Regions from separate parts of the Rattus norvegicus genome. Here region 2 is linked to region 1. Evidence: chromatin contacts called from public Hi-C data. All regions are on one chromosome and are shown on one strand. The core of a region is the stretch at or near the end of the contact, and the rest is flanking DNA. Distances in the headings are between cores, read along the strand shown. Region 1 holds the start of Tmem192 (transmembrane protein 192). Region 2 holds the start of Msmo1 (methylsterol monooxygenase 1).

What was found. A called contact is a pair of places that touch in the nucleus more often than the background predicts.
Region 2: a contact with region 1 is called in a Hi-C map of liver, with 2.2 times the contacts expected there. The contact joins the promoter of Msmo1 here to the promoter of Tmem192 in region 1. A contact is called at or near these places in 7 of 12 Hi-C or Micro-C datasets (frontal cortex, hepatocytes, kidney and 3 more) and 1 of 1 datasets of contacts at active chromatin or transcription factors (oligodendrocytes).

The regions. Positions count from the first base shown.
Region 1 is chr16:29,522,663-29,530,481 of GRCr8, reverse strand. Tmem192 (transmembrane protein 192) reads left to right here and starts at 2,998. Exons shown (of 6, transcript NM_001014141.1): 1 at 2,998-3,085. The coding sequence starts at 3,059.
Region 2 is chr16:29,743,168-29,750,986 of GRCr8, reverse strand. It overlaps Msmo1 (methylsterol monooxygenase 1), which reads right to left and starts at 3,874. Exons shown (of 6, transcript NM_080886.1): 1 at 3,819-3,874.

The sequences.
Region 1 (7,819 bases), core at 1,749-4,248:
TGGTGCAGTGGCTCTCGCTGTAATCCCAGTGCTTGGGCAATAGAAACAAGAACATCAGGAGTTCAAGGTCATCCTGTCTACTATACAGCAAGGTCAAGGACAGCCTGAATCCATAAGTGTGTGTGCTGAAGAGGAAGAAAAACATAAAAAGAGATGACAAGACAAAGAAAGGGAAAGATGTCAAGAAGGGAGGAAGGAGGAAGAAAGGAAGGACAGACGGATGGGAAATACTCAGAGAATGAGAGGGTGGTTGCCCAGTTTGATGCCCCTCAGCCTTCCTGATCTATTTCCCGTCTTCTCAGCGACTGCACACGAACCCTGTTTGTTCTGTTCCTTACCACATCTCTCATTTTATCCTTCTCATACCTTGCTAACCTATTCTTATTGCATCCCGTGCTCCCCCACCCCCTGTCTTCTAGTAGAATCTCCTAACCATGCCGTCATTTTCCTTTGAACCCAACTACTATTGACTGTGAGTTCACAGCTGGGCTGTGTGATGGCTCTGCCATACAAGATCAGGAGTTCAAGGTCATCTGTAGCTACAGAATGAATTGGAGGCCAGGCTAGGCAACATAAGACTCTGCCTCAAAACACAAAAGAAAAAAAGTCCAACTCAGCTAAACTGGATCTGAACTCAACCTTCCTTATTTTTAAAATATGTTTAGATATTTTTATTTATTATTATTTGAGGGGCAGGGTGTCCGTGGTTTGGTGTACATAGAGGGAGGTCAGGGGATAACATTGCAGAGTTGGTTCTTTCCTGCTACTTAAAAAAAAAAAGATTTATTTATTTACATATGTGAGCAGACAGATACTACCTTCAGACACCAGAAAAGGGTATCAGATCCCATTACAGATGGTTGTGAGCCACAAGGTGGTTGCTGGGAATTGAACTCAGGACCTCTGGAAGAGCATCAGTGCTCTTAACCGCTGAGCCATCTCTCCAGCCCTTTCCTGATACTTTTCATGGGTCTTGAGGATTGAACTCAAGTCATCAGGTCAGGCTTTCAAAGCAAGCACCTTTACCTGCTAAGCCACTCAATGGCCTGACTTTCTGTATTAAATCAAGGGGGGGGGGGAGAGAGAGAGAGAGAGAGAGAGAGAGAGAGAGATTCTTTAGGAATGGAGGTGATTGGTAAGTGACACATGATACTGTGAGTATGAAACCTTAAACTCATTACATCACACACAAACATGCACATGCTCGAGCATGCACATACACATTCCACATTGCTGCCGTGAAATCAGAAAGGAGACTAGTTGGGAAAAGGAAGGGAATCAGTGGGAGGGAACACGAGAAGGCAACGGGTGCTATATAAGCCAAATTCCTTATAAACACGTATGAAAATGCCACCATGAAACCTATCATTACATATAATTAACAGGCGCCAGTAAACGCTTATTTAAAAGAGCAAAGTCCAGTTAAAACTGTGCAGCACATAAGGAGATGTTCTTTGAGGATTTCAGGGTTATTCCTTTCCAGGGCCTGTAGAGAAGCTGGTTTTAGGGAGAGGAAGGAACCAATATGATTCAACTACCTGTTCCAGGACAGGAGGACAGGCATTCTTCCCAACGGACAAGTCCAGCCACTGTCCTTGGGGCCCAGTCTGCTCAGTGTTGATGACACCTTTGCTTCCCAATTCCTCCTCACCCACAGACATTACGGACTCTTCCTCACTTCTCTCTTTACTTCTTCATGAGATAGTCTCATGTGACCCAGGCGTGCCTCTAATCTACTATAGAGCAAAGCCTGGCCTTGAACTCATGATCCTTCTGCCTCTTCTAAGTCCTGAGACTACAGGTGTGTGCTACCACACCCAGTTCCCCAGTACGATTCAGTGTGTGTGTGTGTGTGTGTGTGTGTGTGTGTGTGTGTGTGTGTTAAAACTTGGGCTGCAGAGATGCCTCAGTGCTACTTAGATACACTAACCATTCTTCCAAAGGACCTGGGTTTGATTCCCAAAAACAACTGTCAAACTCTAGTGTCAGAGGATCCAATAGCTCCTATGGCCTCCCTGGGCAACAGGCATGCACACAGTGCACAGCCCCCCATGCAAATAAAACACTGAAACACATAAAATAAAAACAATTTTAAAATACTTTGTATGTACAAAACAACTTGTCAGGTGGGTGGTGTGTACTAACAATGCCAGATTTCACTGTGCAAAGGCAAGGGGATCAGGAACTGAAAGTCAGTTTCAGCGCACATCAATTTCTAGGTCAGCGTAAGCTACTTGAGACCTTGTTTTAATTTAAAAAAAAAAAATGAGGACTAACCAATGGCTTTTGCTACCAAGCCCGGGATTCACATAGTGGTGACACAAGCCTTTAATTTGAGCACTCCACTAGAGGAGACAAAGACAGGTGAATCTCTGAGGGTTCAAGGCCATCTTGGTCTACATAGTGAGTTTCAGAACAGCAGAGCTATGTAGAGAAACCCTGTCTCAAAAAGCAAAACTGAAACCAAAAATAATCAAAGGACAGAAAAAGAGATGGGGAAAGAAAAAACAGAAACAGAATACCTAAAAAAACAACAACAACAACAAAAACAACAAGAACAACAAAAGCTACAGGAATTTCCTGTGGAGACAACTGTAAATTTGTTATACAAATTAGAATCTATTCTAGGTCAGTCCCTCTACAGGTGGAATTACAATTTTTACTGCGTCTTTTTCCGAACACAGAGCTATCGCTGCAAACAAAAACTACGCAACAGAAATAAGTTAATGTTTAAAGAGTAGTTGACGAAACATGGTTTAAATGGTTGCTCTAGAAATTCATTTTTTTAATTGCCAAATCTCTGATAAACGGATGAAACAACCGCCTGGGCTAGACCGACACCCAAAGCGGGAGTCTGAAGGGAGGGCCACACTCCTCCTGGCTTCTGATCGGCTGATCTAAGTCGAGGGGCGTGGCCTTAGGGGCGGGGCTGGCGCAGAGTGGGTGTGTCCGGGGCGGGGCGCGCAGGTCCAAGTAGGTGCGACTGTCCCGGGCCCTCGGCGCCGGGGCGCTGGTGGAGAGGTCAGGCTGGCGGGGCATCGGCCCGCGACGGCGGGTCATGGCGGCGGGCGGTAGGCTGGAGGACGTGAGTGAGGCGCCGAGCCCCGTCGCCGCCATCCCGCTTCCTGTGCTGAGCTCAGGGGGCGGAGACAGCGGGCTGGGAGCTACCCAGAGTCGCAGCGGCTCCACCATCGGGGACGCGGGGTGCGGGGTGCGGGGTGACGCGACGGGCGGGGACCGCGGATTCCGGGAGCGTCTTCCTGTGTAATCGGAGGGACACGGCAGGGTTGGCGCGGGGGACCCTTCAGTCGGCGGCTCACGTGCAGTGCGCGTCTTTGGTTCCGGAAATGAGAGCTTCACGTGATGCTCACTACCCTGATCGGTCCTTCCTGGGAAAGACTGACAGGCGGACTTTTACGCCCGGGGTGACCCGGCTTATGTGGGCCCTCCTGCTGCGACTGGAGAGCACTGGGTTCCTGGTGTGACACTGGTGCTTGGGCTAATAGCCTCCCTCGGGCGGACCTGTAGCTCTCATCTCCCGGAAACGCAGATTGGAGCATAAGTGTATCATGTGTTTTGAATGTAGGCATGATAGGAACGGAAAGATGTTTGAATCTTAGATGCATGCCTGCTTGCTTTAAAAAAAAAAGTTCCAGGTGGCCCACTTCGCGGTGTAGCCAGTATAGAATGATAATACAATTGGAAAAATCTTGAGTTTATGAACTCATTAAGACACTGATTAATTTGAAATCAGGTGAGAGGGGGGGTGACACTTTGAGAGGAAATTTGCATTTGTTTCCAGAACAAACTATTTTGTCTATTGGCATAATAAAAGCCCTGCCCTTGAGAAATGCAAGGCTGACATTATGTTAGCACAATGACCTGAGCTAATAACTAATAAAAACATTAGCATGGTCTTACATTAAAAAAAAAAAAGTTCCAGAACTGTAAGAGCTTAGATTCTTGTGTGTTTGGGTCCTGCAATCATTTATTTACTTATTATAGATGTGCTAGGTAGCCCTAGCTGGCCTGGTACTCATTATATAGCCTAACCTGGCCTTAAGTTTGCCTAACTGTTCCCTGACAGCCCATTTTAATGCCTCAATGGTGGGAGTACCTTGCCACCTAGCTAGTTGAATTTTCTCCATGAAATATGTTTCTAACAATGGAACTAATCTAAAGCATAGCGCATTGCTTTTGAAATTTTACGAGTGAGATTTCATGGACTGACAATTTCTGGAAGGAATAAATAAGAGGAAAATGAGTGGTTTAGAAAAAACTCGAGCAGTGTTTCTCGGTGCTAACCTGCCCTGGAGTTCTTGGATCTTTCAGAAGTACAGTCCTGGATATTTCTTTCGGCAAACAATCGGGGATGGGTATTTCACCAACAATGAAGTGGCTGAACCTATGGACCTAGGGAGGTTGCCTGCCTTTGGTATTTTGTAGATAACAAAGTGCACATTTAGTGAGCTGTACATGGGCTATGTTGCAAGCCCAGGTGCTTAAGCGAGTCAGTGAATGAATGGCTCGTTTATAAAGACAAGGACTTGTTGCAGCTTTGAATAAATGAACACCCAGGCCTCTGAAGGACCCAAACAAAGGCAGCTCAAAGGGTCTTAAGTAATAGGAGGCATTTTAGAGTCCTCACTGGGGTGAGTGTATAGCAGGCCTAGCTCGTATATAATGACACTGAGTTTTTAATATTTTAAAGCTTAGGCTTTTCATCGAGGGCTGTCTTCTAGCTACTCTAACCTGACTAATCCTGGCACTACGTCCTGCTGTGGCCAGCTCTACCTCTGCTCAGCTCAGGCGCCTCTGTTTATTCCCTTGTCTGCTGTCTGAATCCCTCACCTCTGATTTCTTCTCCCAGAATCCCTTTCTCCCCTGGAAAAGTCACCCTCCACCCCCTGCCTAACTACTGGCTGTCAGCTCTTTATGACAGCCAACTAGAGACAATTCTAGATCAGAGCAGGAAGAACAAATATTTACAAAAATAGAAACCCAGTAATGGGCCATAGAAATGGGAAGACCAGAATCCTAGCATTTAGCTCTCTGCTGGTACAGAATTAACAATTGAAAACAGAGACACACCTTCACAGTATGTACTCTGACATGAATATGGTGCTGTGACCTTACCCGAGATCTGTCTACAAACCATCTTTTGTTGTATGACAACCCTCAGACCAAGAGAGGCAGAGGGGAAATATTTAAAGATATCCCACATGAATTTTGGTTTTTTACAGGCTCACACTAGGTGACTCAGGCTAGCCTCTGGCTTACGGTAATCCTCCTGAAGCCACTATACCTGGGTCCTAGTAAGACTTAATACACTATAGACATAGGTCCCCAAAGGAAGTAGTTACTGGGGGAAGAAAATGAAGAGGTAGTGTAGGGACCAAAATAATAGCTGAATTCTTTGGTAGTAACTCAGTCATAAGTCATGGAAATGGGTTGGGCGAGCATGGTAGAGTTCTTGCTTGCTTAGCATGCACACATCCCTGAGCTCAGTCCTTAGCACCACAGAAACCAGGCATGGTAGCACACATTTGTAATCCCAGCACTGAGGAAGTAAGGGGAAGGAATCTTAAACTTAAGGTCACCCTTGGTCTTAGGGAGCTGTCGGCCAAAATAAAGGAAATGAAGGAGTAATTTGGGGTTCTGGGGGTGTAGCTCAGTGTTAGAGCATTTGCGTATCACTCATGTGGTCCTAGGTTTGTGGTGGGGAGAGATTTGTAAGAAGACAGAAAAGTTGATCGATAAGTTGATTGAAAATGATTCAAGCCAGGCAGTGGTGGCTCACACTTTAATCTCAGCACTCAGGAAACAGGCAAGTGGATCTCTGAGTTTGAGACCAGCCTGGTCTACCTAGTGAGGGTCTACGATAGCCAGGATGACACAGAGACACCTTGTCTTGAAAAACCACCAAAAAAGAAAGAAAGAAAGAAAGAGAGAGAGAGAAAGAAAAAAGAAAAAAGGAAAAAGAAAGAAAGAAAGAAAAGAAAAAGAAAGAAAATGAACTTTGTAAAGCTACAACTTGTCCTATGACAAGTTGAGAAATGAATTAAGCAAGGAGAAGGTGGTGAGACAGGTAGGAGTGGTGTAGAGATGGAAGGGGTTTCCTGAGAGCTCGGGACATGAAGAAGAGAAATGAAGGCTCAGGCTGGAAGTGTGTGTAGAGTTCTTCCAGAGTGCAGCGAGTCCGGTGAAGCATTTGGGTTCTGACCTGAGGGTAATGGGGAAGTACTCACAGCTTTTGTGAGGATAAACCTGAGGGTTATTGTAGACCTCTTGAGAGCATCGAGGAAGACTCCTCAGGTCAGAATACTGAAAGGTTCTAGCAGAAGACCAAGGGAACTCGGAGACAGAGTAGGAAGGGTGGCAGAAATCAGAGATCACATAAAGAACAGGAGAGTAATGAGAGTTCATAGAGGCTGGTATGTGTCTCAGTGACAGAGCACTGCTCTAAGGTTCAGCCCCCAGTGGCAGAAAATAGCCGATTAGTAGAATAAATAAACACATCCCAGGAAAAGAAGGTAGGAAGATGTTGGGCTCAAGACTAGCATGGGCCACATTTTGAGTCGAGGGGAGAGGTCGATATAGAGGTCAGATTTAGTGGCCTCCTTCTTTAATCCCAGCACTTGGAAGGAAGAAAGATGTGGGTCTGTGTGAATTCACAGCAAGTTCAGTCTTTGTAGTGAGTTCAAGACCAGCAGGGTTTTGTGTGTGTGTGTGTGTGTGTGTGTGTGTGTGTGTGTGTATAAAATGGCTCAAGTCAGGTGTCTCCTAGAGGCAGAGGCAGGCAGATCTCTTGAGTTTGAGACCAGCCTGGTCTACAGAGTGAATTTCAGGACAGTAAGGGCTACACAGAAAAATACTGTCTTGAAAAATGAAAAAAAATTAAAAGAGAAGAAAATAACAAATCACTCAGTCAGCCAAGTGCTGTACTAAGCAGGTTTTTTTTTTTTTGTGTAGTAATTTGTTTAAATCTTCCTAAATTTTTATTAGTGCCTTTTTCAGAGAGGAGGAAATTGAAGCTGGAGAGATTGCTCGTTGATTTTACAGAGGACTCAGGTTCTATTCCCAACACCGACCCCCCCCAACCCTCCCACCCCCGGCGTCACAACTTTCTCTAGGGGTCCTGATGCCCTCTTCTCGCCTCATTGAGTACCTCCATGCATGTGGTGTATGTACAATACATACACATAAAATAAAAAATAAATCTTAAAAAAGAAAGAGGAAACAAATAGAGAGGTGGACGTAACTTCCCCATAGCCTGGAAGCAAGGGGACTTGAATTTTGTCTTGGTTTAACTTGGGGACTCCCTATCCCAAAAGCCACAGCTCTAACGACCTCTGATCACAGTTGACCCCCCTCCCTGTGGCCTAATTTCTTCTGATGAGCCTTTGTGCTGCTGCGTGAGCTGTGGAGACCTGTAAAGATAGATGTGGACCATATCCAGATTCCTGCACCAGTGTCTGCCGAGTTAGTCCCTGTGACAGACAAGGAATTAGTGTGTCTAATGTTCTCTACCAGGAAGGATGGACAAATAGGCCTTGGACAAAAGGAAGAAACAAAAACTAGGGAAAGCCTTATTGCCTCTCATGACAGGGAGACACACATAGTGTGTCGGGGACAGCAGTGACATGCTCCAGGTCTTGGGTGTCCAGGAAGGAGCCCTGATGGGAATTAGAATTGTAAGCCAGCCTGGTGGCGATGCAAAGGCAAGAGGCTTGCCACAAGTTGAGTTGAAGTCAGCAAGCTCCTGGTCAGCCACACGTCTCTAGAGAGATTTCCAGGCCCCCCAAACACAAGCAAAATC
Region 2 (7,819 bases), core at 2,625-5,124, 220 kb before region 1:
TCATGCGTGTGTGCAGTACAGACACACAACCCAGAAAATGTACTGGGCAAACCTTTATATAGGGGTGGTCTGTGAAGTGACAGAAGGAAAACCTCCCTATTATACTTACTATACAATTTTAATTTCTCTTTCTTTCTCTTTTTCTTTTTTTTAATTTATTTACTTTATTTATAGATGGTTGTGAGCCACCATGTGGCTGCTGGGATTTGAACTCAGGACTTCTGGAAGAGCAGTCAGTGCTCTTAACCACTGAGCCATCTCTCCAGCCCCCATCTTTTTTTTTTTTTTTTTTTTATTTTGAGACAAGGTTTCTCTGCATAGCCCTGGCTGTCCCGGAACTCACTTTGCAGACCAGGCTGCCCCTGAAAGCAGAGATCCACTTCCCTCTGTCTTCTGAGTTCTTGAGGTGCCATACCCAGCTTAATTTTAATAATTTTAATCTCTTAAAGGAGAACATACGGTTCCTATTTAATAAGTGTTAGTCTAACCAGTCACCCACCAGTCAAGCATGACGAGTTTCATCGTGAATCTCACTTTTGTGAAAATATGTTTGTCATTTATGAATTGATGGACCATTCCATAAAAACACAGAACAAGACAAAACAAAACAAAACATATTTTAGGGCTTAGTTGGTAAAGAGCATGGCTAATGCACAAAGCCGTGGTTCCATTTCTAACATCACACAGACAGGGTATAGTATATGTATGATCCAGCACTCTGGAAGCAGAGGCAGGAGGATCAAAGTGCAAGTGACTCTTAGTTATAACATACTAAGTTCGATGCCAGCCAAGGATCCAGGATATATAATCTCAAATACAATAGTGTTTTCATAGCCTTAGAAGAGTTAACAATAGGCACTTCTAGAATGCTCTATCACTTCTCCAACTGATCTCTTATCCTAGTCTATGTGACAGAGGCTAGGAAGGTAAATCACCTCTCAGACCTCCAAACTCCCTCCTGTCCCACCCCTTATCCTCCCATACCTGCTGGCCTCACAGGTTGTCCTCATTCTCTCCAAGAATAAGTCTTCCTGTGTTCTTTTGGCTTCACTTTGTCCTGTGCTGTGTTGTTTTGCGTTTCTAGATAGGGTTTCTCTGAGTAGCCCTGGTTGTCCTGGAACCCACTTAATGGAAGAGGCTAGCCTTGAACTCATCAGCCTCTGCCTCCCTACTTCCCAAGTTTGTATCTTACCAGGATATGACTCTCCTTTATCCTTTTTCATTTCATGTCCTTCATTGTAAAAATACATGCGTGGGCTGGAGACTGGGGTCAGCGGTGAACAGCACTGGCTGCTCTTGCAAAGGACCCAGGTTCAGTTCCCAGCACTTGCATGGTAGCTCGCAACCATATATAGCTCTAGTTCCAAAGGATCTGGCACCTTCTCCTCTACCCAAGGGTATCAAGCTTCCACAGACAGAGATGCAGGTACACACTCAGTATACACAAAACAACGAACTTTAAGTTAATAGTAATAAAATAAAAACACATTTGAATCTGCTTTTCCAGAGAAAAACTTCCCTACCCCATCATTCACGAGGCTGAAATGGGAAGATGGTGCGTTTCAGGCCAACTTGGCTCCTATGAGACACTGTCTAGGAAAAGAGTGGGAAAGGAAGGGAAGGGGTGGGGGCAGAAAAAAAATTCCTAATCTCTGTCATCTTTTCCAGGCCACTGCACCCTTCTTAAAAAGAAAGTCTAGATTAAAAGTGCCACCCTTCACCCACAATGGTCTCCTACCATGGGCTCCCCATCCACACGAAGATATTATCAACCATCCACTACAAAGTTACAAAACGCACCACTATCACTCCAATCTCCACTTTCCATCCCGGGGTCATTACCAAATCTGACCATGACCAAAGGCACACCCACTTCCTTGGTCCATGCCCCAGATCCTGTGGGATGATAGAATCCTGAGCCATAATTCTATCAGGGGAAAAAAATATCTCAACAATAATTCACTGAGAAACCCCAATAAACAGGACATGTTCAGTACTGAACATAAGACCTGGCACACAGCACCTAAAGTAAGCTAACAATTATTGAGCACCTTCTGCATACTCAGTATATGCTGCCACTTTAAGCTAAACCCTTGCCTCGCCATGGTGAGGTGGAAGAACTTCTATGAGCTTGGTTCTCAATGATGAGCTGGGTTTGGGATGAAAACTGACCTGTCCAAAGCTGCACAGATGCTGAGTGGAAGAGAGTGGCTTGCCCAGGCCTCCTGAAGAGGCTCTACTCACACTGGCCCCATGATCTCCCTTCCCATTGTTTTCTATTCTCATCAGTATGTTCAACATATTCTTTAAAAAAAAAAATCACGAAGTGCCCCTGGTATCAAATCCAATATTCTTCAGAACTTATTTCATTTGACCCATCTGGATGGTGAGATCTCTCTCCGTGTCTCTCTGTCTCTGTCTCTCTCAAGATGAAGGCTTTAGTCCAAGTTGGGCTTAAAATTATGCAAGGATGACCTTGAACTCCTGATCCCCCTGCCTCCACTGAGATTACAAGTATTCGCCCACACACCCAGCAACAATCAAGATTCCACATTTCTCCACTTGGCATTCTTCCTAGTCTCATGGAATTCACATAGATCCCCTCTAGCAAATGACTGGCTATGATATGTTGTTACTGTGCTGCCCCTACCCCCCTCCTGGAGGTCCCAGAACATCACAAACCAATGTGACATGTAGGATACAAGGAAGATTATAGAGCTATGAGGACAGAGAGGCCCAGGGTTTCCAGGCAGAAGCACTTTCTACACGGAGACCTAGACATGACACTGGAGAGACCAGGTTACAACAGAGGGGCCCTGGTTTAAGAACATGCTGCTATCCATCATCTGCAACTCCTATCCTGACCTAGGTTCTGATTACCCAAGAGGCTGATGGCCATCTCCACTCAAAGACAGTTTTGATTTGGGCCAAACTTCAGGGCATCCTAAGAGCATCAAGTGCCCCTCCCAAAAACCCTTTAATACCTAACTTGGGGAACTTCATCACCTCCAAAGCAAGGGTTCTAGTCTCTAACTCGGCACCCTCAACCAAGTCTCCCAACTTCCAGAGAATGTTGAGACAGAGTTCAGTTACCCCGAGCTCACGCTCTGTAATGAGGGGAGGAAAATGGGTATGTAGTTAAACAAAGTGTCAGACAGAGAAAGTGATCCAACCGGGCAGGAGAAAGCAGGCTTTGTTGAAATGAATATCCTGCCTCCTCAGCTATGAACAGTCGGCTCGCCTGGAAATCCGATCTGAATCAGGTGGACTAGATCCTCGGATTTAAAAAAAAAAAGGGGGGGTGGGAGATGAAAGAAATGTATTCGTAGTTTAACTGACAATCCCAGTCCCTCTTTTGGCACTGCAGCTTAGATAAGCCTTAGGCAGTGTCAGGATCCATCTAAACATAAGTTACAACTTCACGGTTCAAGCAGGGGTTGCTGTCCTACGGGTGAAGACTAGACCACTCGTCCATGCACCCCTCTCTCACATGGAACCACATCCTTCGGTACCTCTGAGACACCTTCCCAGATGCACAAACACAGAGCGCACCCTATGACCCCCACGTGGTGATGGCTTTTTATAAAAAGTTGTTAAGACTTAAGTCAACGATCCAGACTCCAGGAGATTGCAAACTCTTTAAAGGGCAGGAAGTGTTGGCATTCCAGTTCCATCACTTGAGAACCTTGCCTCCTTGCCCGGAGTCTTGCACGGCTGGGCTCCTTCCCACCGCATCCTTACGGGCCTTGGCCCGACCCCACCCCGCCGGTCCCCTTCTCAGCCGCCCTCCACCCGGCTCGGGCTAGAGAGCTCCTTACCTGGTGCCCCGCGATTGACAGCGGTCTCGGCGAAAGACCGGGCAGGTGCAGCGGCCTTCTCACTACCTCCATCGGCTCGGGGCGGGGCCCGGAGGCCGTGACCGGGTGCTCCTGTCGTAATTGGTCCGCCCCACTCCCGCCCTGCCCTCGCCGTGCAGCGATTGGTCCGCGCCGAGGCCGGACAGCGTGTGACTCACGTCAACGAACCCCTGGCGGCGTCTGCCATTGGCTGCGCGGATGGAGTGAGGATAGTGAGACCCGCGCGGCCAGCCAGTCGATCGCGCGGCAGCGCAGCTGGAGGCGGGGCGGCGCGGGCGCGCGTGACGGCGTGACAGGGCGGGGCAGCCACAAACCAGGCGTCGCCTTGGCAACCAAGCTGCGGGTTCCTAGGCTGCTCAGTGCTGTGGGCCGACTGGGTAGCATCTTGCTACCCACATTGGTTTGGCTTCATCCAGAACCCTGGAGGGAAAAGTAGTATAAATGTTTTAAAGACTATTTTGAGCTTTTGCTCTTGCTTTCCTGTGGTTTATTCTGGATTTCGGTCTTTCTTGAGATAGGTCTCATGTACGGTCTGGCCTTTGAACTAGATATGTAACCTAAGGATGGCCTTGACCTCTAATCCTCCTGCCTTGTATCATCCATCTTGCTTCTCACGTCCTTTAATAAGGGAAGCTTTTAAAAGTTTTATATTATTATTATTATTATATTATTATTATTATTATTAATACATTTAGTGTCTGTCCGTGTGTGTTCAAAAGGGGAGTTGGTTCTCCCCTTTTACTTTGTGGTTCTGAGGATTAACCTCAGAAGGTCAGGTTTATGCCTGGTCTGTACATGGACCATAGGGTACCAATGCAATGTACATCCTGCAATAGGTCTGAGAGAAAGTCGCCAGCATTCCCGTGTTGCGGGGGAGAGAACAAAACTCAGAGAGGCCGGCGGGAGGGGCAAGAGTCTGCTGAGGCCTTGACAAGGCTGCCCCGTGGTAGAGTTTATGCTTAGCATTCTAGAGGGCTGGGGTTGCACAAGTGGAAATTGGTTTTAAGTTATCTGTTCCCTGAGGTGTCAAGACCTGGACCTAAACCAGCAAATGAGCTGAGAATACCTAAGCCTGTGTACCTATTGTTGCCATGTGTGTGCCCAAAGACTACAGCTCTAGGCTTCTTTTATACCACTTATGAAAATCCTTTGTAGAGATGATGTGATAACAAGAAGCCAACCTTTTGCTTAAAGAAGGTGTCTTTTACAAAACTAAACCAACCAACAAAAAACAAAACAAAACAAAACAAACAAACAAAAGACCCAAGGCCATACATAGCCACCATGGTGGTGTAACCCAGGCACTTGGCAGGTAGAGCCAGGAGGATTAGAAATTCAAGATCAACTTTGTCTACATAATGTGTTCAAGGCCAATCAGGCTAACTGAGGAGGCCCTATCTCAAAATAAGAACAACCTCCCCAGACAAAACTAAATAAATAAAATAGAAATGATGGTATATGCCTGCAATCCCAGTGTTTGGGGTGTTGAAGCAGGAGGATTGTTCTGAGTATGAGACCAGCCTAGGGATATGACATGATTTTTATCTTTAAAATGGCCCTTTTTGGTTTTTGTTTTTGTTGTTGTTGTTTCGTTTTTTGAGACTGGGTCTCATTATGTAGATCTGGCCAGCCTTGAACAGAGATCCACCTGCCTCTGCCACCCTAGTGCTGGAATTAAGGACGTGCACTACCACACTCATTTACACATTGCACAAGGGTATCATGGAGGCTAGCCCTGCCCCCATCTACTCTCTGTAGACATTTTCATTGAAGTGCACACTGTGTGAAGGCCATCCTAGAGTTTCTAAGAGGGATATCATTGTCCCTCCCTTTCCTGCCTGGAACTGACAATCTTTCCTCCCCTTCAACTCTGAACAAGCTCCATTGATAAGTGTTTCTGGTGAATCCAGTGTACCTTACACTCCTGGCTATTATTCCATACCGTTAGCACACATATTCTTTATGAAGTGTGGAGGCAGGCAGGTCACCTCAAAGACGAAGAATGTGTCAGGTCGCACACATGTCTCATAGGGAAAGTGGGGTGCTTCATAAGCAATTCTTCCTCCAGCTATTAAGTGTGACCAGAGTTGCTCTCCCAGAACCAACTCTTCCTCCTGGGCAGTCTGAGACTGGTGATTGGCTGCTCTGGGGGTATAAGGCTGTAACTTTATAAAAAATTTTTATTGGTTACTTTATTTATACACATTTCAAATGTTGTGCCCCATCCCAGTGACCCCTGTACAGACCCTCTATCCCATCTCCCACCCCCTGCTTCTATAAGGGTGCTCCCCCATCCACCTACCCACTCCCACCTCAACACCCTGGCATCCCCCTATGCCGAGGCATCGAGCCTTCACAAGACCAAGGGCCTCCCTCCCACTGATGTCAGATGAGGCCATCCTTTGCTACATATGCAGCTAGAGCCATGGGTCCCTCCATGTGTGTTCTTTGGTTGGTGGTTTAGTCTCTGGGAACTCTGGGTCTGCTTGGTTGATATTGTTGTTCTTCCTATGGGGTTGCAAACCCCTTCAGCTCCTTCAGTTCTTCCCCTAACTCCTCCAGTGGGTTCCCTGAGCTCAGTCTGCTGGTTAGCTGCAAGTATCCTAAGGCTCTGCCAGAGCCTCTCAGGAGACATCCATATCAGGCCCCTGTCAGTAAGTGCTTCCTGGCATCTGCAATCGTGACTGGGTTTGGTGACTGCATGTGGCATGGATTCCCAGGTGGGGCAGTCTCTGGATGACCTAAGATCAAAAACTCAAGTGACAGGAGATATTGGCAAAGATGTGAAGAAAGAGGAACACTTCTCCATTGCTGGTGGGATTGCAAGCTGGTACAACCATTCTGGAAATCAGTCTGGTGGTTCTAGAAAATTGGACATAGTACTACCTGAGGACCCAGCTATACCTCTCCTGGGCATATATCCAAAAGATGCCCCATCATATAACAAAGACACATGCTCCACTGTGTTCATAGCAGCCTTATTTATAATAGCCAGAAGCTGGAAAGAACCCAGATGCCCTTCATCAGAGGAATGGATACAGAAAATGTGGTACATCTACACAATGAAGTACTACTCAGCTATCAAAAACAATGGCTTCATGAAACTCTTAGGCAAATGGATAGAACTAGAAAATGTCATCCTGAGTGAGGTAACCCAGTCACAAAAGAACACACATGGTATGCACTCACTGATAAGTGGATATTAGGAAAAAAGCCCAGAATACCCATGGTACAACTTACATACCATATGAAGCTCAAGAAGAAGGAAGATCAAAATGTGATGCCTCAGTCCTACTTAGAAGGGGGAACAAAATAATCACAGGACTTGGGAGGAAAAGAGGAGGGAGGGAAGGAGAATAAAGGGGGGCAAGATCAGGTGTGGGAGGAGATAGGTGAGATGTACAGAGAAACAGGAAATTGAACAGAGGTGTGTAGCGATGGGGGATGGGGAACTGGTGATAGTCAACAAAAGTCCCAGATGCCAGGAAAGCAAGAGGCTCCCAGGATCCAACTGGGATGACATCAGCTGCAATGCCCAGCAAAGAGGAGAGAGAACCTGTAGAGACCAGATCCAGGGGTTAAGCATGGCCCCCCGATTGTAGGATGGGGCCACTCAACCCTTTTCAAAATTTTAACCCAGAATTTCTCCTGTGTAAAGGAACTATAGGGACGAAGAGTGGAGCAGGGACTGAAGGAAAAGCTGGAAGTCTTAACCTCACTTCGGGACTGTTTCACCTGGCTATCCCAGCTCTAGATCCCCCTGCCTCTGTTGTCTGAGGCTGCAGATGTGACTGTGCTGGTCACACACTGTGGGGTCAGATTGAGCAGGTTTGCTATGTTTTAACAGCAGACACTTTGGCAAGTATGCTTGCTTAACAAATTCAGTAGGCTGGGAAGTAGAGCCCCAGCCCAGCATGTGTGAGATGTTGAAGAACAAGCCACAAGTCAAAAAGTGCTCAGGA